6 separate regions of the Mus musculus genome follow, and all the other regions are linked to region 3. A link is a contact called in public Hi-C and HiChIP or PLAC-seq data. All regions are on one chromosome and are shown on one strand. Each heading gives the region's core, a stretch centred on a gene start, on an enhancer-like site or on the middle of the called end of the contact. The rest is flanking DNA. Distances are from core to core; before and after follow the strand shown.

Evidence for each region. A called contact is a pair of places that touch in the nucleus more often than the background predicts. HiChIP or PLAC-seq counts read pairs in DNA pulled down with a chosen protein or histone mark.
Region 1: a Hi-C map of embryonic stem cells shows a contact between it and region 3, with 1.9 times the contacts expected there. The contact joins the enhancer-like site here to the promoter of Smim15 in region 3. A contact is called at or near these places in 8 of 39 promoter capture datasets (the HPC-7 cell line, the SN4741 cell line, embryonic stem cells and 3 more), 43 of 484 Hi-C or Micro-C datasets (the 3T3-L1 cell line, 3T3-L1-derived adipocytes, the AML12 cell line and 26 more), 31 of 115 datasets of contacts at active chromatin or transcription factors (CD8 T cells, acute myeloid leukemia, bone marrow-derived dendritic cells and 23 more) and 5 of 9 other capture datasets (adipose tissue, embryonic stem cells, liver and 2 more).
Region 2: a contact with region 3 is called in an HNF4G HiChIP or PLAC-seq map of pancreatic cancer cells. The contact joins the enhancer-like site here to the promoter of Smim15 in region 3. A contact is called at or near these places in 1 of 115 datasets of contacts at active chromatin or transcription factors (pancreatic cancer cells) and 2 of 9 other capture datasets (adipose tissue and pancreatic islet).
Region 4: an H3K27ac HiChIP or PLAC-seq map of thymic regulatory T cells shows a contact between it and region 3, with 5 times the contacts expected there. The contact joins the enhancer-like site here to the promoter of Smim15 in region 3. A contact is called at or near these places in 2 of 484 Hi-C or Micro-C datasets (bone marrow-derived macrophages and liver), 16 of 115 datasets of contacts at active chromatin or transcription factors (CD8 T cells, acute myeloid leukemia, bone marrow-derived macrophages and 10 more) and 4 of 9 other capture datasets (adipose tissue, embryonic stem cells, liver and 1 more).
Region 5: a Hi-C map of embryonic fibroblasts shows a contact between it and region 3, with 3 times the contacts expected there. The contact joins the enhancer-like site here to the promoter of Smim15 in region 3. A contact is called at or near these places in 2 of 39 promoter capture datasets (macrophages and neural stem cells), 35 of 484 Hi-C or Micro-C datasets (the AML12 cell line, B cells, the C3H10T1/2 cell line and 21 more), 27 of 115 datasets of contacts at active chromatin or transcription factors (CD8 T cells, bone marrow-derived dendritic cells, bone marrow-derived macrophages and 18 more) and 4 of 9 other capture datasets (adipose tissue, bone marrow-derived macrophages, liver and 1 more).
Region 6: a contact with region 3 is called in a Hi-C map of bone marrow-derived macrophages, with 18 read pairs. The contact joins the enhancer-like site here to the promoter of Smim15 in region 3. A contact is called at or near these places in 12 of 39 promoter capture datasets (the 3T3-L1 cell line, the C10 cell line, cranial neural crest and 5 more), 12 of 484 Hi-C or Micro-C datasets (3T3-L1-derived adipocytes, the Ba/F3 cell line, the C10 cell line and 8 more), 12 of 115 datasets of contacts at active chromatin or transcription factors (acute myeloid leukemia, bone marrow-derived macrophages, cardiomyocytes and 7 more) and 4 of 9 other capture datasets (adipose tissue, liver, macrophages and 1 more).

The regions. Positions count from the first base shown.
Region 1 is chr13:107,872,086-107,875,917 of GRCm38.p6, reverse strand. All of the region lies in intron 5 of Zswim6 (zinc finger SWIM-type containing 6), which reads left to right. Among named protein-coding and RNA genes, the nearest start is that of Zswim6, 16 kb to the left of the region's middle. Within about 2 kb of position 2,372, at least 37 of the 459 cell types and tissues checked have an H3K27ac peak or open chromatin away from gene starts, as enhancers often do. A contact at or near this core is called in craniofacial prominence, embryonic limb bud, embryonic stem cells and 2 more, where this site is marked.
Region 2 is chr13:108,227,441-108,231,305 of GRCm38.p6, reverse strand. The region is part of intron 1 of Elovl7 (ELOVL family member 7, elongation of long chain fatty acids (yeast)); the gene reads right to left. Among named protein-coding and RNA genes, the nearest start is that of Elovl7, 15 kb to the right of the region's middle. Within about 2 kb of position 1,930, at least 52 of the 459 cell types and tissues checked have an H3K27ac peak or open chromatin away from gene starts, as enhancers often do. A contact at or near this core is called in pancreatic cancer cells, where this site is marked.
Region 3 is chr13:108,042,022-108,046,182 of GRCm38.p6, reverse strand. It overlaps Smim15 (small integral membrane protein 15), which reads right to left and starts at 1,709. Exons shown (of 3, transcript NM_001048250.2): 1 at 1,697-1,709. Gm41055 (a long non-coding RNA gene) reads left to right here and starts at 1,712. Exons shown (of 5, transcript XR_003950673.1): 1 at 1,712-1,977.
Region 4 is chr13:107,854,690-107,858,757 of GRCm38.p6, reverse strand. All of the region lies in intron 5 of Zswim6 (zinc finger SWIM-type containing 6), which reads left to right. Among named protein-coding and RNA genes, the nearest start is that of Zswim6, 33 kb to the left of the region's middle. Within about 2 kb of position 1,542, at least 16 of the 459 cell types and tissues checked have an H3K27ac peak or open chromatin away from gene starts, as enhancers often do. A contact at or near this core is called in thymic regulatory T cells, where this site is marked.
Region 5 is chr13:107,909,102-107,913,162 of GRCm38.p6, reverse strand. No RefSeq gene overlaps it. Among named protein-coding and RNA genes, the nearest start is that of Gm41053, 12 kb to the left of the region's middle. Within about 2 kb of position 2,547, at least 13 of the 459 cell types and tissues checked have an H3K27ac peak or open chromatin away from gene starts, as enhancers often do. A contact at or near this core is called in embryonic fibroblasts and extraembryonic endoderm stem cells, where this site is marked.
Region 6 is chr13:107,808,056-107,811,861 of GRCm38.p6, reverse strand. All of the region lies in intron 5 of Zswim6 (zinc finger SWIM-type containing 6), which reads left to right. Among named protein-coding and RNA genes, the nearest start is that of Zswim6, 80 kb to the left of the region's middle. Within about 2 kb of position 1,566, at least 56 of the 459 cell types and tissues checked have an H3K27ac peak or open chromatin away from gene starts, as enhancers often do. A contact at or near this core is called in adipose tissue, bone marrow-derived macrophages and microglia, where this site is marked.

The DNA of each region.
Region 1 (3,832 bases), core at 1,123-3,622, 170 kb after region 3:
GCCCTCAAACTCAGTACTCCTGTCTTAGCTCCTGAGTGCTGGGATTACAGAGGTGCTCCCCCACTCTGGTGCCTGGCACTCGTTCTTGCTCCAGAGTACCTTTGTAGTACACAATCTGGTAGATTATGTAGGTGCAATGGGTTTCTACTGGGGGTGAAGCATGATCTCTCTGTCCAGTGAAGGTCAGTAGATCTGTAGGTTGTGAGATTCTACAGTTAGTGAAGAGATGAGCCGAACTTGAGAACTCAGCGATGGAATTCATTTTTAATGTGAAAGCTGCAGGAAACGAATGGCAGTTTCTTATGAGAAATCAGTATGCCTGCTCTTAAATCTCAGATTTCAGAGTTCTATGCATCTTTGATGAGGGGAGCGTCAGTTAGCTAATCAAATGGACTGAAAGGCAGGGTGCTAACAAATGTAAAAATATTCCACCACATGTGGTTCTGAGGTCGCCTGAGTTTGCCAGTTGTACAAAAATCTTCTTAGGAATGAATGATGAACCTGGTAGTCTGGGAAAAAAAATGTTGGTGAATTTTAAATCCAGGACAGCCAACTATCAATAGTATCAGTCCGTGTGTGTATTGCAGACATGGAAACTGTCATTTAAATGAATGATAGATGGTATGCCAGGCCCGGGGTATGTAAGTTCCAACTATTTATTTCTCTTCAATTTTCTGAGTATGTGTTGCTGTGACTTAGTAAGAATATGAATACTGGGTAGATGGTTGGGTTCTGGTACTAGACTGTTGTGTAAAGCCTCTTTGTTCCGTCTGGTTGGAAAGGTCTTTTCTCCTAGTTCTGACCCAAAACCTATTCTGAAAGCAGTTCATTTATTGGGTGGTTACACCTTTGAGTAGGTAAGCCTGGCTCATTCCCATGCAGAAAAGTCTTTGTGGGTTACCCAGGGGAGCCTTGGCAGTATGTGTACCTTTGTAGAGTTAAGAGAGCCCTTGCCCTTTTACTTGCTGTTTCACTTTTTGTAAAGACTCTGTCATACCTAGGTAGTCTGAAGCAGGAGAACTGAGTTTTGCAACAGCCACAAGGTTTGACCGAGTTCCCCTCAGCCCTCAAAGAAAACCCAAACCAAACTTGGAAAACTAAACTTAGTCTTTTGACAACTCCCTCCCAGCGACCACTTGCAAAAGCGCACAACTTCAAGACATCCATAAGATCTTGTACATTTTGAAGATACATTGGCTGGTTAACATAAATAGTTTGTTAAACTTATCTATAAAACACGGATGGCTTTCTCTTGAAACTTTTAGACTTAGTTTTGAAGTATAATAAGATTTACCAGAGGGGTTTTTTTCTTTTTTTTAATTCTATTTGAGCAAGAATTTAGCAGTATGGATGTATTTCCAAAGTTTGGCTCACAACAGGGTGGGTTATCCAGAAATGGACTGGTTGCCAGTTTTGTTTGCCCAGTCTGTCTTGGTTGTGCCCCTTCCATGGACCACTTTTGCTCTGGCAACTTCTTTCTCAGTTCTGTTGGGTGTTTTTTATGTGTCTGTGTCTTGGAAAGCCATGATGATGGAGCCTGGGATCTCACCTCCAGTCTTTCTAGCTGTATAATGTTAATGCATTTCCCCTTTGCTGCTATGTTAGTGGCTTTTCTCAATTATTTTATACCACAAAGCTCTTTAAAACTCGAGTTGCTCTGTACTTGGATTTATTCGTGATTATGTAAGAGCAGACCATACACACACATGCACCCACACCCACATACACACACACACACACACACACACACACACGCATGCACGCACGCACGCACATGCAATGAGTGTGCATATATAATCTTTGAACAGGTGGAGATCAGCTCTTAGATTCTGCACGTATCGTAGCCAGTAGGGTGCTGTTTGCATCAACCTTTTGTAGACCCTTCAGTGGCCTGCTTTTGCTCATAGGTCCACAGGTCACAGCATGGCCCTCCCCATGATCCTCATGTGCCTCTTGCATTAATATTTCTCTTGTCCTTGAGTGTGCCCAAGCTGCTCTGCCACTTAGGGCACCTTTCTTTGCATAGTTAGTACCTTGTTTAGTTATGGCAACAAACAAACAAATAAAAAACCTTTCCTTTGAAACCTTAATGATTTTTTTTTTTTTTTGGTGGTCTCTCCCCTCCCATTTCTCCTGTTAGATTGTAAGGCCCATGAGTGCAGTGTGTATATGTCTGTCTGTGTGTTTCTAGCCCTGGGTCCTAGGACAGCTACACATAGTTGGATATCTCAGTAAAAGCTTGTTGATTCAAAGAAAGAAGTGATATTTTGCCATAGAACTAGTTTTCCTGACTGTCCAGAAGGAGGCACTGCCTCATCTATCCTTACCCCACCCCTCTGACATGAATAACATGAAAGGTATTTCCGTGTTTTACATTTGTAGTCACTTGGAGCTACTCCCAAATTCCCCAGAAGGTATATTTGCATCCACCACTGTTAGACTGTCCTAGACAATGAGAGCTCCCTATTCTTTGTATATATTAAGTACCTTACCACACTGTTAGCTGCATTGGAATGTGGGTTTGGTTGATATGGGTTGAGAAACTGACACATTGGGAAAGAGCAACCAGTTTCCAGTTGTAGGTTGCAAGTGAATGGGAGGTCTGAGGGATGGGTGGCACTCTTGCCCAGAGCTCACTTCCTTTCTCTGTCCCGCAGTTCTGATGCAGTTCTGCTTGGTCAGAGTAGACACTGGCTTGCGATAGTGCCATTTGCAGGGGACAGTGTGGGCTAATTCCAGTCTGCATGGAGTAGTGTTTTTTCTTGCCTTTTCCTTTTCAGTCCCACCCCCAATCATTTTAATCTTTTCACCCTCATTAATCAAACAGAAAAGTAGCAGGCCAGAGTGATGGATGTAAGAAATCCTAGCCAAGCATCTGCTGTATAAAGTTCTTTCTGTTAGAAATTACTACTGTTAGAGGTAGTCTTGGAAGAACAGCCTCTTTTTCTAGTGTCTTATTGTATGTGGGGGTCAGGATTGGGTCAGCGTTTATTTGAAATTTGTATAAATCTCTCCACTTTTGGAGTGCCAGTTTTGTGTTACGAGCATGGTTTTTACGTTTCTACCCACTTGAGAAGGCATCTTACTCTGTGCGTGAGATGCCCGGATCCTTATGCAGCAGTAGCACCAGGCAGCCCGCTGTGGACCTGTACCCCAGGAGTCCCATGTGTCAGGTCGAGTTGTCTTTGAGCGTTGTCCCTAATGCTTATCATCTTACAGCTGCTTGAACAGTGTCTCCTGACTGCTGAATATGCTGTGGCAGCCATCTTTACACAAAGTAGGGGTTATATGGCCCATTCATGATGTAGTACCTTGTTGCTCCTTGGAGCTGATACTGTGCTTAGTTTAAGATATCTTCTGTTCTTTGTTAGACTTAACAGAAATATAGTAGTTACAGTTAACATTGGTGACACTGTGAATTTGGCTTGAAAAACGTCCCATGTCCTCGTTTTCATTAGAGCGTGGTTTTCAGGAGAAGACATGGTAGCAGTGTTTGGAGGAGATGCTTCAAGGCGCTCAGTGTAACAGAAGTGCTGGTGCCGCAGGAAAGGGAGGGGCTCTGGGCACTGTAGGTTGTGAGCAGTTCTGTGATGGAGGCTCATTGCCCCGTCACTCTATTGCTATCAGATTACCGCCTTAAAGGTCTGCCAAGCTCACACAAGCCAGCCTTGGGTTTCCCTTGTTTTTAGCAGATGTCCTTGAAGAGGAAGATTAGATGGGTCTTTCTAGGTAACGTCCAGTCTCAGCTTTTGCGCTTTCCCGTATCTTCTTAAATTAGTGAGTTGCCATTCTTTCAACTTAGCCATCTCCAGCGGGGGTTATTTGTGGCGGT
Region 2 (3,865 bases), core at 681-3,180, 180 kb before region 3:
CATGAAAAAATGAGAGAAGCCAAAGTACACATATTTAAGAACTGTGATGATAATCCTTCCACAATTAGATAATTGCCATTGTGGTAGACAAAACAAAGCTCCCTTATAACAGGTATTCATGGCCTAACCCGTGACTACGCTACATGGCAAAACAGTCTACCAATGTAATTAAGGTGACAGGTCTTAAAATAGAGATTAGCCTGGATTGCCATGGTAAGCTCTAGGTAATTACAGAAGCAGTTTAAAAAAAAAAAAGTATTGTGCCTGGCTAGGCACAAATCACTGATGCCCTCAAGACTCCAGGCCAATACTCAGAAATTAGAAAGAGGCACACACACATGTTACCCTTTTCTGACTGCCCAGGAAATGAAGACTCTTGTAGCCACACAGGAGGAGAGTGCCCCTGCAATGTGGCTGACCTCAGAAGTGTTCCCCCAGGAGCTGAATCGGGGGGTGATGAAGATAGTTCATAAGGTCGAGGCACTTGCCACCAAACCATCCCAGGAAGCCATACAGAGGAAGCAGAGAACTAACTACAAGTGGTCCTCTGACCTATACATACATGTATATGAATGTGTTTTTGCAGCATACATGAGTCCGTGCACGCACATATATACACACACAGATAAATAAATGCACAATATTGATAAAATGAGCCCAATAAGCCAATACTTTGATTTGGGCCTAGTGAAACATAGCAGAGAAATCAGCCATACCAAGCAGGACTTCTGGTATGTTAATAAATGTACGCTGTCTAGATCTACTGACTTTGTGATGCAATAAAAATGAGTACACTGAATGTTTTAACCTAGCAACCATTTGTTGAGTCTGTTCCAAGTGCGAGGCCTTATGGCAAGTGTTTGGGATGAAAAACTTGGTGGGATTGTCTCATCAACTCACAAGCATATAAGCCCAGTGAATTCTATTATGACGGGCATAGCATCAGACTCTTGACCGCACCTCCAACCCCTTCCTCTTTTATGACGAACTCTCCCATTGGCCTGGATCAATAACCCATCACAGTATTGCCAGCCATCTCCAAACTTTATTGAGCCCCAAAGACTCTGTGATTCATTCCGCCTCAGTGGTATTTTCTCCCGTGAGCTCCTTTCTCCTTCCTTCCACTTCCATTTACGGTGCCTGGTCCACACTAATCTCTCACCTGGATTGCTTCTGTAACTTATTAACCAGACTTCCTGACTTGGCGGCTTTCCATTTTCTTCAGTGCCACCAGAGTCATCTAATAAGGATTAAGTGGACTATTTTGTGCCCAGTGTTTCATTTAAGACAGCCTATAGTGAAAGAAAAGAAAAGAAAAGAAAAGAAAAGAAAAGAAAAGAAAAGAAAAGAAAAGAGAGAGAGAAAGAGAAAGCCTTACAAAACCCGTGCTTGCTTCAAATCTCAATGCCTAGAGAGAATCTACAACACAAGCCATTGTGAAGGTGTTGATTGAACAAAGGAGCTCAGCCCACTGTCTCTAGCCTTCTCTCTTGCCTTCTAGCACACCCCATGATGCTTCTTTTGTTCTGGATCAGTCACAAAAGGACCCACCATAAAGATATGCTTCAATCCCCCCCCCCCCCCCATAACTATAAAGCTTTAACCACATGGCTAGTTAAGGTTGTAGCAGGCTTTGGGTTTCCCTTTTAGCTGAACTATTCAGGAACACCATTAGTGTGCCTGGTGCAGACCCTTCTTCTATCGTGGCTTACAGCAGAGGTGATGAGAATGTGCAAACTGTCTGCTACTACTGTGGCAGAAACCAGGTCCAGAAATCAAAGGTAACCATTTAGAGATGCTCCCAGAAATCTGACACCCCTGTGACAGGAAAGAATGAAACACTTGCTGAAGTCGGTTCAGACTAGCTGAGGTGTTGCTGAGTTGGTGAGGTGAGTCACCTCTGGTGCAACTCCCTTAGTCACTCTGAGTAATAGGACCATTTATTGATCCAGGCTAGGAAAACACAAACAGATAAAATCCCCAATGGCCCACCGCCACGGTTTGAGCAGTTCAAGTAGTTTGAAAAGTATTCATTCACTGCCCTCCAGTATGTGTTCATGTTACTCCTCTCTTGAACCCTGTTTCCAGCATGGGACAATACAGTCATCCAGAAAGTATCAGTGAATAGACTATTAAAGATGTGAGTGTTTTTTAAAAAGCTTTGTGGGCAGATCTGAGATCTGAACTATTTCTTAAGGGATGGTAGGGATTGGGTACTTTCTGGCAGTAGAATGAATAAGCCTCCTGAGGATGGAGAGGAGACTAACAGTGTGACACGATGCTGTAGCAATGGGGACCTTCCCAAAGGACTTTCCCCCTCTTTGAAAAGCTCAGTAAGTGACTGAGACCCCACACGCGTCGCCACCTTCCACCACACTCACAACCCACTTACTACAGAACAACTCCCGCAACACAGACTCTACAGGTCTCAGCTGTAGCCCAAGAGAGAGATGACTAGAAGGGGGTGGTGGCCCCAATGGCAGAGAAGAGCAAGTGTAGTCTAACAGCACTCACCTCTGAGAAATGAGTAAAAGCTCTCAACAAGGGCACAGCTTGGCAATGCATATGTCACCGTAGTGGGCACAGTCAAGAACTATCCATGAAGCAACATAGATGGGTTTGGTAACTCAGTCACAGTAGAGAATGACGAAAGCTTCCAAGGTTGGGGCTACCAGGTAAGATAAGCAACAGCAACAGAGAAACAGGTTTTTAAGAGAGCAGAACATTGGGAAACCATGGTGTGACAACCTTACTCATCGTTCAGGTGGAGATGCTCAGCAGGTGTTCAGGAGGAAGGTCCAAGAAGAAAGTTCTGTGGATTTAAAAGACTTCCTGATCTAGTTGGGGATAAAACTCCAGTAACAGATGTGTGAGAAAGATGGTTATCTAAGGATAGAGCCATGGAGAATATCACTATTTAAGGAGTGTGCTGGGGGAAAGACTCTCAGAGATGGAGAGGAAAAGGAAATGTGGAAAAGACGCAGAGTATGTATAGAATCACAAAACCAGAAGGGAGAATAAAGCAGTGAAGTCAGTCAGTGTGTTAGACAGGTCAAAATGGCCCCTACTGAAACCCCTATGGCTTAGGATAGGGAAAGAAGGCTGACTCTCAAGGCAGAAGCCAAATGTTAAGATAGGAAAGATGAATGACAGACAACCCTGAATCAGCCAACTTCAACAGCTACTAGTCATGAAAGCGAGAGAAGAGGGAAAATGGGCAAAATCAAGCTTTTTATCATTCTTTTGGTATTGGTGTCTTGGACTTTTGAGTTGGTTTTTTTGGTTGGTTGGTTGGTTGGTTGGTTGGTTGGTTGTTTTTTTGTATACTACAGGTGGGCTGCCAATTCTGCTATTAGCAGAGGCTAGCTCTGAACTTGCGGTTGTCACCTTGCCTTAGCTTCCCAGGAATACTTTTCCACCAGGGCAACCATGAGCTTCTTCTCCTCTGAGGAAGGGTAATGTGAAGAAGGGTGTGATGGAAATGATTTCATAGACAGCAGGAATGCTTCCTAGGGCCCCAGTATGAGACAGGGCCCCTTTGCCAAGCACTCATAGCAATGATCACAAGCTGGGTTGCCTAAGTGACCTGCACATATGCATCTGGAGCGGGCATGGGCTTACTTATCTGTGCACTCTATGCCCAACACTTGGCACGACCTCAGTGAAATGAAAGCAAAAAGCATTAAAAGGATTTCACCAACAAAATCTTCTTGTTGTTGTTGTTGTTTTCTATCAAAGTAGGTAATGACATCAAATGCTGAAGGTTATAAAATGTAGTTAAGTAGGAGGGTCCCTTCTGGCCCTGCTTTGGTGAAGGGTCTCACTACGTAGCTCTGAGTGAATTTGAACTCAAAATCCTCTTACC
Region 3 (4,161 bases), core at 460-2,959:
AAAGATTTGATACAGGATATGCCCAGCCCTCAAAAGAGGAAAGAGGAAAAAGAGGCTAGTTAAGAGAGCAGCACAGAGAAAGAAGAAAGGAGAAGGCAGTTTTACCAGGAGAGTTTTACAGAGACAGGCTGGAGAGAGAGAACAAGCTAGACACAGGTGAAGACAATGAGCCAGAGGATGAGAAGCCAGAAGAGCAGAACACATTGCTAGAGTCTGAGGTCAAGCAGAGCAATTCAGAAGAGGAGAAAGAGAAGCCAGATTGAATCAGTCAACTTGGCGAGGAGTTTGAGCTAGAACAGCTAGCTGAGTAAGTGAGTTAGCCAGCACACAGGAAGAACAAGAAAGGATGCGCTTTTCAGCAATAAGTCTCAGAAGCTGAAAACACTCTAGGCCTAGATAAGATTGTGTGGAGGCTAGAAGCTTCCGGGACTAGGCCTGGGTTAGCAGACTGAGCAGTAAGCCTCAAAGATGACAATTACAACAGGAGAATAAAAGATACCTTTACAGTAAGATTAGAAATGGAAAAAAAAAAAAAAAAAAAAAAAAAACCTCTAAATTCTCCTCTAAACACAAACAAGTAAAAACATCTTTCTATAATAGTATAGCCTCTTAACACCTATTTCTCCCTAAATTACAACTGCAAATGTCCCAAAATAAGAGTTCTAATTCGTAGAAGCCAAGTATTCTACGTAAATTATTTGAGTACTAAAGTTTTGTCTGAATAATAATGACTTTCACTAACATAAAAAAAATCAAGCTGGCTGGCTGACATGTTACAGGTACCATACCCATAAAGATTTTTAATCTTTGCGTCTACTGTTGGGGATCCAACCCAAAGCCTAGTAGAGCACAGTAGACAGATGCTCCACCGCTGACCAACCAAGAATTTAAACTGCTTGTACTTAAGAATCCTCATTTATTCGTTGGATTGGGTACATCGTTACAAAGTCAAACACTATGCTTTGCTCTTTAAAGGTTTTGTGGTCTGTAGTTCAATTAATGTACCTTACAAGAAAATAAAGAATTACCAAAATAATTATGGTACCCACAACCCGTCACATCAAGAAAACTATCACTGGATTTAACTTCCATGTCCCCATGCTATCTCCGTATTTGTATCAGAAACCATGCCCCTACTTTCAGCACATTAAACTTTCTGGAGACGTTAACCATCCAGTCCCTTGTCGCTACGCCCTCGCCCAGTTGTAACCAGTTTGCAGGAAGGTCCAAGAAAGATCGATCTTTCTCGAGTCCAGTAACGAACTAAATACAAGTCTGCGAAATCCGCCCAACTTTGCAAATAAGACTAGCGCGACTTGATGACTAGGCTATGGCAAAGTTACGGTCCACAGGCCACACATCTCGAGAGCACCTCAGTCTCGCACCAAAACATCCTCGCCTTACTTTCAGGCACATTCCTTCACCTCACAAAGCCTAGGGGACCCGGAGCTGCACCAGGCGTCTCTAGACTTACAGCTTCTCTCCTAACTTTCCCCGCTTAGCATTCTCCTTGCCCCGGGCCATGTCCACGGCCATCAGTCGGCCTCACCGGCTAAGGACGCCGCCCCGCCGAGCGAAGCCGGGCAGGACCCGCGGTCAGGAGCTCAGAGAGCCGGGAGAGCCCGGCCACACGCTCAGCTTAGGCTACAGCAAGCCACCGCAGCCCTAGGGGATCCCCGCTCCCATTCCCACTCACCGCCAGGCAGGAAAGTGGAAAGCGGAAGCCGCTCCGCTCAGGTCCCGCCCGAAGGCGGGGCGGGGCGGGGCGGGATGAGGAAGTGGCGGGCGGGTTTCCGGCGGCGCAATGTCTAGAGCCATAGCGGGAGGGCGGGGAGGGGCGGCGCGGCGAGGCGAGGCGAGGCGCGGAGGCTTCGTGTCCGCGGTCGGGGATGCTGCCGCGCGCCGCTTCGTGTGCGCTGCAGGTGGGGCATCGTGGCCTCGCGTCCTGCGTGGGACGCCGGCGAGGAGACGGAGTGGGTGAGGAGTTCGTCCAGGGGACTCTCAGCCCAGAGAGCCGCAGCTAGACACGAGGGGGACCCCGCAGTCTCCTTAGAGCCTTCTCGAGGCCGTGGAAGGACTGGCGTGTTCCCTAACTCGCCCCTCACTCATGCTGTAGAGTTGAACAATAGTTAAATATTTAAAGATTTGGCCAAGCAGCAGCCCGGCTGGGATGTGTCCAGTGAACCTTGGTAGCAGGGGGAAATGCTGCCACGCTGTGGGAAAGAGGTTCCGTTGTTTGTTTTTCATTTAAGAGCCTAACTTACTTCACAAAGGAATGGTCGATACTTGCCCCAAAGTAAACTGTCAATAATTAAACTGTCAGGGCATAGAGATCGCAATACATAAATAAAGGACTTCAAAAAGTCAACAAGCAGAAAGGGGTGCGTTAAATGGGTCTCCTAATCTACAGGGACGGAAAGATTAGCTCTGGTTTGGTTGGTGCTCAAATTTTGTGATTGCTTGCCTGAACTACTTGCTCTGTTTGACTGCCTCTGGCGAATGTTGCAAGACCTCCTCGCTGTTGTGTGCCAAATAAAGCAAGTTTTTATTCCTGAGAGACTGTGAGCGTTCCCTTTGAGGAGCAAGCCGAGACATGTATGAGTAGTTAGAGTATAACAACAGTAACCATTATTTACCAAGGAGCAGACTTTGGCAGCTAATCTAAGGATCTAAAATACTGCTACCCGGGTATATGCTAATGGCTGCATATTGTAATGGCAGCCGTGGTTTTCTTATTCTTGTGTGAAAGCCTGAAGGATTGCTTAAAACCTGTACAAACAAGCGTACCCATAACCGGCTTGTATCCATAACCGGCTTGTATCCGTGACATGTTCACTTCAGTAGATGGTTCCTCACAAGTTCTGCCTCCCAGTGTGTTGCTCTGTTTTATCTCTAAAGGACCCAGGGTCCCCGCAAGTCTTGGGAATAAAAGGAAGCAGTACCGTAAGGAAGGAACTGAGGAGGGGGTGCACCAGCCTAATCGTGCACAGTACACACACTTACAACGGAGAGAAAGAAAGCAGCAAGCTTCTTTGGCTATTGGAGACCTAGCCTTCACACTCAGATTTTAGGGCTCTCTCTTCTGGTGTATTAGGCAGGCCTGTGCAAGCCCAAGAACAGCATAGAGGTTGCCATGGAGGACAGCCTTACTGGGGCCTGCATTACCTTAACCAAAGATGATAAGTAAGATAGGCTCCCAAACCATGGGCTGACTGTTCCATGGCGAGGTCAGCTTTCTAGTCTCTGTACTGATGCCCCTACAGCACTCATTCTCTCTGAGCCTTTTCCTCCCGTATATCTAGAGGGCATTCTAGTTGACCTCTGATCATTCGGGCCCCTTCAGATCAGTAAATTAGTGTATCTGGCCAGTCCCCTAGCTCTTTATCCTTTCTGGGAGAGGGAGTAGTCACGGGTTTGTTTGAAAGACTCTTGCTATGTAGCCCAGACTCTACCTGAGCTCTGGGTCATTGTGGTCCACTCTCTTAAGTAATGGGATGGTGGGCGGTCACCACCACCGTTGTCTTAACTTGGATTTTATTCTCCCAAATGTCCCAAATGCATTATGAGATAACAACTAATACGTTCTGCCTTGTTCTTAAGAAGCAGATTTTAGCCAGGTGTAACCCCGAGACTTGAGAGGTGAAGACAGGAAGATGAACAACCTTGGTAGGCGTACAGTGAGTTTGAACCATTCTGGGCTACTTGAGACCCTGTCTCAGAGAAGAGGTAGGGTGTTAAGGTAGTTCCCATGGAGAGCAGACTAGGAAAAGCTGTGTGTGCAGGATTAAAGCAGCCCACATAGCAGCTCTGAAGCCAAGGAACAGCTGCACAATATTTGTTATTGCACAAAGCCTTTAAAAAATTGTTCGTTTGCTTTTCTCTTGTAAGGTAATTCCTGGTAGACTTGTCATTCCTTAGTTTCTAAAGTCTTTTTTTTTTTTAATGTTTGTAAGTACAAAGTTAAGTCTCACTCTAACCATGTGTCAATGAAAGGCATGTACCCTGAATAAGATTCTGTTGTTGTAATAATGTTATTTGCTCTGATTAAAAGATGCTGAAAGGTCTCTCACCTGTACTTGGCCTTATTTCCTTCCCTCCAGTAACCCTGTACATATGTAACTTCTTTTGATGGAATTGGGTTTTATCCCTGAATTTTATTTC
Region 4 (4,068 bases), core at 293-2,792, 190 kb after region 3:
TGTCACCTGGAGGAGAGAGTGTGAAGTATCTGCAGGTGCTGTCACCTGGAGGAGAGAGTGTGAAGTATCTGCAGGTGCTGTCACCTGGAGGAGAGAGTGTGAAGTATCTGCAGGTGCTGTCACCTGGAGGAGAGAGTGTGAAGTATCTGCAGGTGCTGTCACCTGGAGGAGAGAGTGTGAAGTATCTGCAGGTGCTGTCACCTGGAGGAGAGAGTGTGAAGTATCTGCAGGTGCTGTCACCTGGAGGAGAGAGTGTGAAGTATCTGCAGGTGCTGTCACCTGGAGGAGAGAGTGTGAAGTATCTGCAGCTGCTGTCACCTGGAGGAGAGAGTGTGAAGTATCTGCAGGTGCTGTCACCTGGAGGAGAGAGTGTGAAGTATCTGCAGGTGCTGTCACCTGGAGGAGAGAGTGTGAAGTATCTGCAGGTGCTGTCACCTGGAGGAGAGAGTGTGAAGTATCTGCAGCTGCTGTCACCTGGAGGAGAGAGTGTGAAGTATCTGCAGCTGCTGTCACCTGGAGGAGTTTAGGACAGTGGAAAGATTTTACTGAGTGATTCAGTTTTTTTTGTTTTGTTTTGTTTTGTTTAGACTTATATCTAGATTTGTATAAATTTCCTTGCCGTTCCTGGATTTTATTTTTATTTAGTTTTTTGAGACTTTTTTTTTTTTTTTTTAAACATAGATAGCCAAAGATTGGTCTGGACTCCCGCTTGCTCTTCCTGTCTCAGTCTCCCAAGTAGTGAGGTGGCAGGTGTGAGCGCTGCACTTGGCGTCTGGAGTTCGCCGCCACCCCGTTCTGTATTTCTTTTAGTTTATAACATTTTCTTCTCTTTAAGCCACTGAGATGTCTCTTTTGTATTTTAGACTCTTAAAACTAATGATGGTTGTTCTAGCCTTCTGTGTTTATTATGAAGGTATAAAAACATTTCTCAGAAATAAAAATCCCACTTTTGGATTTGAAAGTTGACACGGTTTTATAGCACAACCAAAAGTTTACAATTCTATTGCACAGTGGTGTGTCAATAATTTGTTAACACTTTTACCTGCGGCTTTTATTCAGATTATTAGGACTGTTAGCTAGTACTTGTTAGTTGCCTTGTTAGCTCTTGGGTAATTACCAGCAGTTGTGTCTCGTTAGAAAAGATGGCCAGATGGTTATCATTTTCCTTTTAGGTGAGATTTCTATAGGAATCTGTATCTCAGGATCACGTGGTGTCAGAGTGTCCAGGGAGCAATTATCAGGGCGGTCTGTTAAACCTTTTGCCTCAAGACAAGACCGTTAGGTGTGCTCTATATGATCCTCAAGGGGTGCGAGTCACTAAGCCATCCATGCAGTCAGCTTTTTTTTTTTTTTTTTTTAATTTTTTTATTTCGAGGTATGTCTGAAACCTTTACTTCATAGACAGATCACAGGAAGTTAACCTACTGGAAGCACACATTAGTCTCATCTGATTATGTTGTGAAAGCGTATTACAGGTTAGTGAGCGAACATTGGCCCTGTGAACTTTCAATTCCACATTCTATTTCGATATGAGTGTCCTAAAAATTCCCTTGTGGGTCAGATGTGAGCAGATCTTCTAAGTGAACTCCCCTGTGTCTGCTGAAGAGGTGGAGCCTTAGTTCATGAGTTCACTGCATGATTGCTGTGCTTTTTCCACACCACTGCAAACCGTCCTTGTCCTTAGAACTCAGCACTGCCCGTTTGCTCCCCGTATTTCTAGGACATTGTTGAAAGGAGGATTATTTTTCTCTGTGTGTTGTTGGGCATGAATGATTTAAATGAATTAAATGACAAAAATCTCTTAGATTAGGCAGTCTTCTTTGGGCTGGGATGTAGCTCAAGGGTAGAGCATGTGCTTAACACAGAGGGTCATTTCTCAGTATTCACAGTTTTTTCTTTGACATTAGCCTTTCTAATCCCATTATTTTCTCTCAACATCCTGTTTTTATTTTCATTTCTGTATTTAAGTCTGACTTATCACACGCACCTCATATTCTCCATTCTGCTCTCCTGTTGTAGTCCACGTTCCTCTCCTCCTCTGACCCATAGACGTGCACTGGTGCTGGAGGTAGTGGGGCTTTCTCCGTTTAAGATCTTGCTGTGAGAAGCAGACAGGTCTCCGCAAGACTGACTGCAAGACCACTCTAGTAACATAGTCCTTCCTTGAATTTCCTAAACCCAAGCTTTCTGATTTTTATCTTACTTCCTGGCTACCCTAGCCTTCTCAGTAAGGCTCCCCCTTGGATACTTTCCTGGGCCCTTTTCAGCTCATCGCCTGTCAAGAAGCTGTGTGCCAGCTTCAAATGTTTACTTTCCCGAGGAACGGACTCACGGAGTCCAAAGCTGTTCACTGTGTTATCGTTCCTTACTTAGCCGTTTGTGATTCGTGCTTAACTCGGTTTCTCCCAAATCTGTCTTTCTCTGCTTGCTCTCTGGTTCTGTGAGCACTACCACCATCCCCTGAGTTATTCAAACCAGGAAGTTATCACTGCCTCACCACTTCTAATTTCCCCACCCCTGATAGCTTTTGTTGGTAACATCTCCCTTTGACATCAGTCTTGTTGCCTTCCCTAAGTCCAGTGGCGACAGAAGGGTCATTGTAGAGCCTTTTATTGCCCTTCCCGCTGCTCTTCAGTGAACTGTCTTCTGTCTGGACCAGGTCATCTAAAAAGCATGTAGGATGGTGTCCTTTCTCTGTTTAAGATCTTTTACTGATTTCTTACTATGTCTGAGGCCAACATTCTTACTGCTGCCTACCGGCCTTTCACAAGTTGGCCTTGTCTATTTTGAGTCTTAAGTTTCCCTACCCCGTCACCAGGTGCTGTGTTCCTGTTTTGAACTTAAGATGGTTTACTGTTAGAATTCTGGGAGATAGGTAAAATCAGTGTTTTGGTATTGTTTTAGTTGGTTTATATTGTCATGAAGAAACACCACGGTGGAAAAGCTGGTTGGGGAGGAGCAGGTTATTTGGCTTCCGCTTCCGCTTCCGTCGCTGTTCATCACTGAAGGAAGTTAGAATAGGAACTCAAGCAGAGCAGGAACCTGGAGGCAGGAGCTGATGTGGAGGCTATGAATGGAGAGCGGCTGCTTACCTGCTTGCTTCCCCTGGCCTGCTCAGCCTGCTTTCTTATAGAACCCAGGACCACCAGCCCAGGGATGGCCCCACCCACAATGGGCTGGATCCTCGCCATTGATCACTAATTAAGAAAATGCTTTACAGCTGGTTCTCATGGAGGAGGCAGTTTCTCAATTGAGGCACCTTCCTCTCTGATGACTCTAGCTTCTGTTAAGGTGATCTAAAACTAGCCAGTATACTGTTGAAATACTTTTTTTTTTTTTTTTTTTTAACTTTTAAGGAAGGAAACATTTTTTGGCTTATAATTTAAAAAAATTATCTTTTTATTTTTTAATATTATACTATAATTACATCATTTCCCCTTCCCTTTTCTTCCGGCCCTCTGTTTACACCTTTCCATATACCTCCTCTTGCTCTTTCAAATTCATGATCTTTCATTAATCACTGTTACATACATATATGTATACCTATATATGTGTATATATCTCTGTGTGTGTGTGTGTGTGTGTATAAATATATATAGTTATATACACATACAAGTACAACCTACTCAGTTGGTATGTTATTTGTATGTTTTCAGGGCTGACCTTTTGTATTAGGAAGCCAGCGTGTTTGCTCCTTGCTGGAAAGGGTATATTTCCTGTGTTAACATTCTGTAGTTGCCTGCAGTCTTTGTGTAGGCCTCTCTCACTTTAGCACGTCTGTTGTCCTTGCTCAGCTCCTGCTTAGGCAGTCCTGTTGGTGAGCCTTTATGGGTGTGGTTTCTGACATTCCTAGGAGACATAGTCTCACAGCAAACTCCTTGATCTTCTGGCTCTTAAAGTCCTTCTGCCCCCACTTAAGCAGAGGTGAGCCCGAGTCTTAGGTGAGGGTGTTGTGATGTAGCTCTATCTGTTGGAACTGGGCTCCACAAGCTGCCATTTTGATTGCTTGCGGTTTTCTGTGATGGTCTCGTTTTGTTGAAAAGTGAAGTTTCCTTGGTGAGGAATGAG
Region 5 (4,061 bases), core at 1,298-3,797, 130 kb after region 3:
AGAAGAAGAAGCAGCAGCAGCAGCAGCTTAAGGACACAGTTCAGTGATAAAGCCCTTACTTAGAATGGGAAAAATAAAGAGTCCTCCACTTTCCCCAGCAAAACCTAGTCTTTTAAAAGATTTAGCTCAGTGGTTGCTGAATCAGAAGACCATGTTTAGGGTCTTTCAAAGAAAGATCAATGGCTGGTCTCTGGAGATCAGAAGGATGATTGGACTGGAGCGTAGATTGAGAGAATTAGTCACATGAGCTGTGAGCACTGACCTACGAAGAGGAGGGGGGGTCAGCATCCTACAAAGGAGAAAAGAAAATCAAACACAGCATGCTTGCCAATACTGGCTTAAATTTCAGAAACACAAAGTGAGCAGTTGACATTTTACCCTCCCTGTATCCTGGGATGCTTTCCCGGTATGGTAAAATGCTCGTTTTAATCTTGACTGACCATGTACCCAGTTTTAACAAAGAGAGCAGGTGGCAGAAACCCAGAAAAGGAGTTAGACAAAGTTCATGAACCGGAGGGTATTATCTGAGGCCTGTCTACATCCCCTGTCTTCTTGCCCTGGCGCAGGATCAAGAGAAAGCTGTGATCAGGCCAGGCATGGGCACGTGGAATAGAACACCTTCAGTATGATCCCAGAAGGGCAGTGGTCACAGAGACTCATCTCTTGGGGAATATTTGGAGTGTGAATAGATAGATAAACTGGGTAGCCGTGAGATTCTGGAAGACATTTTGTTAGCATTTATGTCATCCAGTGATTTAATGTTTTGAACGATAGATGATGAAGAGAATCTTGACAGGTTTCATGTTTGTAATAGAGAAATAAATTTGGGTAGGGGGTACCCCCAAGTAGGATAACAGCACATTGTCTTCTTGGTTTGTCTGTCTGTCTGTCTGTCTGTCTCTCTCTCTCTCTCTCTCACACACACACACACACACACATACACACACATACTCACAGTCCGTTTAAAGCAAACAATACTTAGCTAGCTATGCTGAGTAACAGTAAGGGTGGAAAAGAATACAGCCTCATACTCATCCTGGTGTGCCTCTCTCTGCGGACTAAGCTTATAAAATGCAAACCACTTTGGGGTGGATGGGTGACTTCATGATGATGTTATTATGACCCTCTGAATAAATACTGCATTTTCCAGTCCTACTATTGGTACCACATGGGGCAGTTGGCATATGGCTGAGCTCTCCATTCTGATCTTCTGAGGCAGACATCTCAAGATGATGAATGCTCTCTCAAAGGCTGCTTGGTTATTATAACTTGACTACCCAATTCCTTATGTCTACACTGTTTTCTGGAAGCTGAGACCCTACTAACTAGTAAGAAGGAGAGAAACATTGAATTCTACCCTAGCCAGTCTTTCCCTCTGCTGTAGTTTCAATGTACAATGTCCCTCAAAGGCCCATACATTAAAGGCTTTATCTACAGTTTGGTATCTTTGGCAGGTGATGGAAATGTCAAGAGGTAGGACCTAGTGGAAGGTCTCCTGATCTTCCAGGAGCATACCTTGGAAGGAAATTGTTGGGGCCACAACCTTTTTTCTTCTGCTCTTTGTTTTATTCTGGTCAATGAAGTGAGGATATTCGGCCACGGGCCATCACCGTCATGTTGTGCCTTGTCAAAAGCCCAGAGTTAGGGAGGCAAATGACCACACACTGAAACCTTGACAATCACAAGCCAAAACAAATCGTCTTACTCTATTATTTGATTATTCCAAGCATTTGTTGCAAGAACAGAAAGCTTACACACCCATTGAAGGCAAGTGGTGTGGTGTGGTTTGAAATGGTAGCCTCCTGACTGAGTCTCTTTTCCTAGGTCAAGCAATACTGATGGTACTCTTAATTGCTCATAAGCAAGGAACCTTGACATTAACTTCAGCTTCACGGTATCAGCTATCCAGAAAGACTACAAGGTCAAAGAATTACTCTGTGCAGTAAGACGTTAAACATGATTAAAAATCATTGATTGTGGGCAGGAGTGTGGTGTAGAATAGACAGCAAAGCAGTTCTTTCCAGAGAACCCCACGGAGTGAATGAACTGCCCTTCTATGTTTGGCAGCGAGCAACCCGTATTTTTAAGGCATTTAAAAGGTCTAGATGGAGAGAGAAGGAGTTTCTCCCTCCATCTAATTCTAAAACAGAGTTGGCAGGGCTCATCTGCAATATTAGAGGGCAGGGAAGTTCAAAGAAAGCAAAGACATGCTATTTTCAGGTCTAACTGAGGTCTCCAACATCTCTGTGTCATTCCCGTATGTGGCTGGCTGTGAGGCACACCAGCAACTGGGGTGGACATGGTACCACTTGGCTGAGCTAAGAAGCAGGACTCTGAAGGAAATAACTCTTGATGATATCACAGCCTGTGGGGGGACAGCCTGTGGGGGACGGCCAGGTGCAGCTGGGTGGGAACCCTTGGCACCAGGGTCCCTGTAATGGGTCCAAGTCTTCACTGCCCTCAATCACTAGCTCAAGTCACTCTTGCTCATGCCGTTGGGACTCTGACTCAAGTCTTTGACCAGCTGAAAGGAAGTGATGTGGTGGCCATATCCGAAGTCGAGTTAAACGCTAGAAACAGAAAAGAAAATCTATTTAAAACATACCATCGTTCTTAGAGACGGCTATGTGACATTTTAAAAGTATGTTTAGCATTCCAAGTATTTCTGCCTTTTGTGTCTTTAGAGATTGGCTCTGAGAGTGATGTTTTGTTTATTTAACATTTAATCAAAAGCGATTTGGACCCCGCAAGCCTTGGAGGAACAGACTCAGCAGCGCTGACTCTCCGAGTTGAGTCTGAAGAGAAAAACTTGAAGCATACGGGGAAGCTGATGTCTGTAATATGTTCTGATCAGCTGGCCTAACTTTACAGGGCTAATAAAAGGGGAGAATTTTCCCGTGCTCTGGCCTTTTATGAATTATAAATAACCATTCACTTTGGAAGATAGCACATCATAAAAATGTTTTCCACAAATATGCACAGATCCATTTTAAGACCCAGGAAAAAAGATGTTCCGAAGTCTCTGATGTGCTCAGTTTTGATTTCACGGGGAAGCGTGTTCTTTTACCATATGGATGCTTTTAAGGAGGCCTTCAGCTGGGGCTCAATAATAACACCCCAGTGGCTAAATAAGGGATTTCTTTCCTTCTAACATTATTTCTCTGTTATTAAAGGTGGAAAAACCTTCCACAAATAGCCTACTATTAGAGTGCTTTAGGGGGTACCCTGGGAGCCAAGGTTATGTGTCTGCTCCAGAAATACTGTCTGTAATTATCATTCCTCAGTGGCTCGGAGGATGCAGCCTTGAGGTTTCATTAATTTCTCGATTCTGCAAAGTCTGGAGTGAGCGCCTGCTCTTGATATTCAATAGTGTACGGGAGGAGCTTCGCGTTGTTGTTTTTAAGGTCGCAGGTCCTTTCCTCTACCTCCCCCACCCCCCCTTTCATAGTAACCATTGCTGGCTTCTTTTGTCCACGCAGATAAAAAGACCAGGTTTGAAAGAAAAGAAGTCAGATAGGAGAGTCTCCCAACCCCGGTCTTTGTCTTCTCTATAATCTGCTAACAATATAGCATTTAGAAATGGAGCATTCGGATCTAACAAATGACTGGAGCGGGTCTGCAGGTCACAAAGGCACATTGATTACCCTCCCATGCGCTCTATTGTGAGGGCTTTCAAATGTGCACCAACTGCGAAGAACTTTACAGTGAACAACCGTATGACTCCCACCTTCCTGTAGATGTTACCATTAAAATGTGACCGTTCTTGGGGTTGGAGAGATGGCTCAGTGGCTCAAAGCATCAGTTTTTCTTCCAGATGACCTAGGCTCAATTCCCAGCTCCAACATGGTGGCTCACAATGATCTGTAACTCCAGTTCTAGGGCGACCTGATGTCCTATTCTAGCATGAGGCCCACCTGGGATGCACACACATGCACACGCACACGAGTGCGCGCATGCACGCACACATACGGGGGGAGGTGGGAAGGGAGGTGCTGTGGGGAGCTAACCTTCATCAGTCCACCTTAAGTTTTCATTTACTTAAAAGTAAATTGTGGAGTGGA
Region 6 (3,806 bases), core at 317-2,816, 230 kb after region 3:
TAAAGGGTTGCCTGATGTCACTTTTGCTGTCTAAAACATGTCCCATCACGAATGCTCAGCGTGTTCAGACCCAAAGCTATGTTGGGTGAGTAAATGGGAATTTTTTTACTGTATTCAATTCAGTTGAGAGAATATTTACTGTGTACCAGCCATGTGCCTGGTCCTGGTAGGTACTGCGGACACAAAGATGAATGAGCCAGCTTACTGCCCACTGAACCAGGCAGGCGCATAAACAATTCACTATAGTGTTTGTGCTAACAGTGGTAAGAAGAATGTGCAAAAAGTGCGTTGGTGCACAGAAGAGAATGAATACTTTTGTGTGTGTGAGGGGCAGTGGAGTCTAGGTAACTGTGTTTTAGAGAGGTCGTGAATGGGATTAACAGAGAGGGCCGTATTTGGCAGAGGAATGAAGAGAAAGGTTAAGGCCATAGGTAGAAATTGAAACTCATTGATGCTTGCTTTGGCTAGAGATACTAAAGTAACTTGAGAAAACTACAACATCAATAGGAATAGAGAGTAGCAGGTATAGACAGGATATTGTGGCATTCTCTGTTTGAAATGCCACCTGCAGAGAAGCACACAGGGAACTCATGGAATCCTCTAACACTGGTCCCTGGGCCTGGAGCATCTATGTTACATTTTCCTTCCTCAAAGCCTGGGAGGGGTGGAATAGGAATTATTGCCATGTCGGAAAGGGAGCACCGAGGGGGTGTTTTAACACATGTTGATAAGCTTATGAATGTTTGAGCTTCATAACCATTTGATTGTTTTTGCTAAATATTTACAGGACTCCCAAAGGGCGAGCAAACAGTGCTCTGACCACTGTGGAGGGAGCAGAATGCAGCGCAAAGCCTGGGGCCAGGGCGAAACGTGCATTCCTGGGAGAACCGAGTGCAGCAGGGAGGAGCTCCAGGACCGTTTGGCCTTGGCCATTTTGGGAAAACTTGAGTGGCAGGGTGTATTTCTTACGGCTATCTGTAATTTTATTTATTGAGTTGAAGTTTGTTTGTTTAAGGATAATGTGGTTCCAAGAAGTCCATTTCCAGGCTCCATGGTTGGAAGCTCCTGCCACTCTAGACTGCCCTGCTTCCCTGACCGAGGCTGAGCATCTGCCTAGTAGTGCAGGGTTTTCATTGTGATCAATAAGGAGGACTTTGGCTTACGAGTGACTTAGCCTGCTCACAACTGCACAGTGGAGGGGCTTTGGGGCTCGGTTCCTGTTTAGGGCAAACCTGAGCTTCCTTAAGGCCTTTCAGAAAGAAACTTGGCATTGTGGCAGAAATGTCTTAGAATCAGGAAGTGAGAGTACCAGACGTGGAGTAACTTACTGGATGGTCTGCATTGTTACTTAGAAGCCAAACTGAGTTTTGCTTAAAAGTTTGTTCCTTTCATTTCAGGAGATCTGTAGGAAGGGCTGAAGCTCTTTAAAACTTGTTACGGCTTGGTTTTGCTGTCTCCATTGGCCTTAGTTCTTCAGTTTTATACAGCTATTTACTACAGTCCTTTTATCAAAATGCAAGCAATTACCTTGGCACAATGATGTAGTCAACTCAGACTCTGTTCTAAGTTCCCCATTGCTTTTACTAATTCCTCTATGCACTTGAAGAACAAGCTCGGGGTTCTATATTGCATAGTCTTCATGTCTCCTAAACCTCTTGCACGGACCTAGAACTTGGCTCTGAAGGCCAGACCAGATAGTCCTGTAGCTCCCCAGGACCCGTCTGTCTGTGCTTTCCATCTTCACCATTCCTGATCTGCATGCCCGTGCTTCCTTGCCCAGCCTTTTAGGTGTGTGCTGGGAATCCCAGTTCAGCTCCTCCCACTTGTGGAGCAACCCCGATCCTGACACTGACTGGTTACATGTTTTGAAAGTGATCTCTCAATTTATCTAATCCTTTTATATTGGATTGAGGCACTTTTTTTTTTGTAAACATACAATAGAATTTAAATTTGTATACTTCTGACTATGTCAGGGTGTGGATGATACCAAAAAGACTTCTTGATACATCATTTATCCATGCCAGGGTTTTCCACCTTAGAGTTAACTACATTTCCCCTTTCATGTTTTCTTTAAAGTCTTTTTAAAAAGATTATGACATTGTAAAGTATATGTATATTGTTAAATGACTCAATCTGGGTACCTGACAAATATTACCTCACATAGTTATTGTTTTCTAGTGAAAATAGTGCACATCTGCTTTCTTAGTAATTTTTAAGAATATTTATGCTTCTATAATAGAAGAGTCCAGCCACACCCAAGTGAAGGGGGAAATTAAGTTCTCCCTACAAGTGGGAGGATTACCAAAGCCTTTGTAGATATGTGCTGAAATCGATAGATGTCCACAAATATTTGGAGAGGGAATACTCTGAGGTTATTTGAATGTTATACTTCCTCACTCAGTAATTTTATCGTCAGCTTCATGCCGGCACCAGTTTGCTTTGGTGTCCTTGTGATCTTACCCACGCCCCCAAGTCTCTCTGCCCAATCGAAATGTTTTGTAAGGAAGACATGTCCACTCTCCCCTGTTCATTTATTCAGTAGTTTGGTTAGGTCAGTACGGACCCATAGATTACTTAATTTTTTTATTTAGAATCTGTTATTTTTGCTGTCTTGCTTTTCAGATAGTTGTAGCTTGGTCATGGGGTGGTGGTGGTGGGGCTTTCCCATGTTGTAACAGTTTCCTAATTTTTTTTTAACTTTATTTCTGGTACTAAATTTTCCATGTTCTTTGTTCTAGCCCTTTCTCCAAGAAACTTTGGTCTGTTTTTTTTTTTTTTCTTGAAAATAATTATTTAGAATCTGAGATGACTTGGGTGTTGTCTTGTTTTATACGATGGTACTTGACATGGATGAAAAACAAAAGGTAACTTCACATACATCTTCAAAGTCATTTTTCTGCTGTCTGGAAACAAAATGAGATTTACGTGGTGGCAGGTAAAGACATTCGTTTCTTCTCAGCACAGACAGTAGCCGTTAATCAGACATGTTATTGCACCATCTCGCACTTGTAATAATGGGGGGTGAGTTTAGAATTTGTCCTTTTGGAATCATTGCATTTTTGTGGGAAACTTGAGAAGCAGTTGTTTTCCGTTTGGGGACCTAACAGGTAGCAGTGAATTGATGACAAAGGAGAGGGTCCCTGAAACCCCCAAGTTAAGTTTACCAGTAACCCCTGGCTAGGTTTTCTATGCCTTAATTCCTAGAATAAAACCTTAGGCATTTTCCTTTTTCTATTTTCTCTTTACTTACACACAACTCTAGAAATGTTGGCTAACTAACTTTCTTTCTTAGTGTCTAAAAGACTTAAGCCAGTGCTTTAAAAGAATCACAAGGGTCTCAACAATAAGGGTGAGCAGTGTTCATGACCTCTGAGGAAGGAGAAAGCAGAGACAGGCACTTGTCTCAGAGGTGACCCACCCAGAGCTTCAGCTGAGTGAGGCTGTGGCCACATTGCTGAAAAGACATAATACAATATGTTTTCTGATACTGACAATCCTGAGTGACCAAGCAAGTGCTCCATTAGACTTTCCTTTGCACTCTTCCTTTGCAGTCCTCCCTTGCCATTTCTAAGTCCTCCTCTGAACGCCTCCTTGCTCTCCTTCAAGTACATGCCTTCTGGCCTCTGTTTTCATTACATCTTATTAAATGCATATGTGCTCATACATACATACATGTATTCCAAAACATAATCTGCTTAATCTGTATAGTGTTTCTTGTATGTATGTATGTATGTATGTATGTATGTATGTATGAAGACTAGCATCCTTTAGGACTAATTTCCATGAAATAGGTGCCATGTGAACTT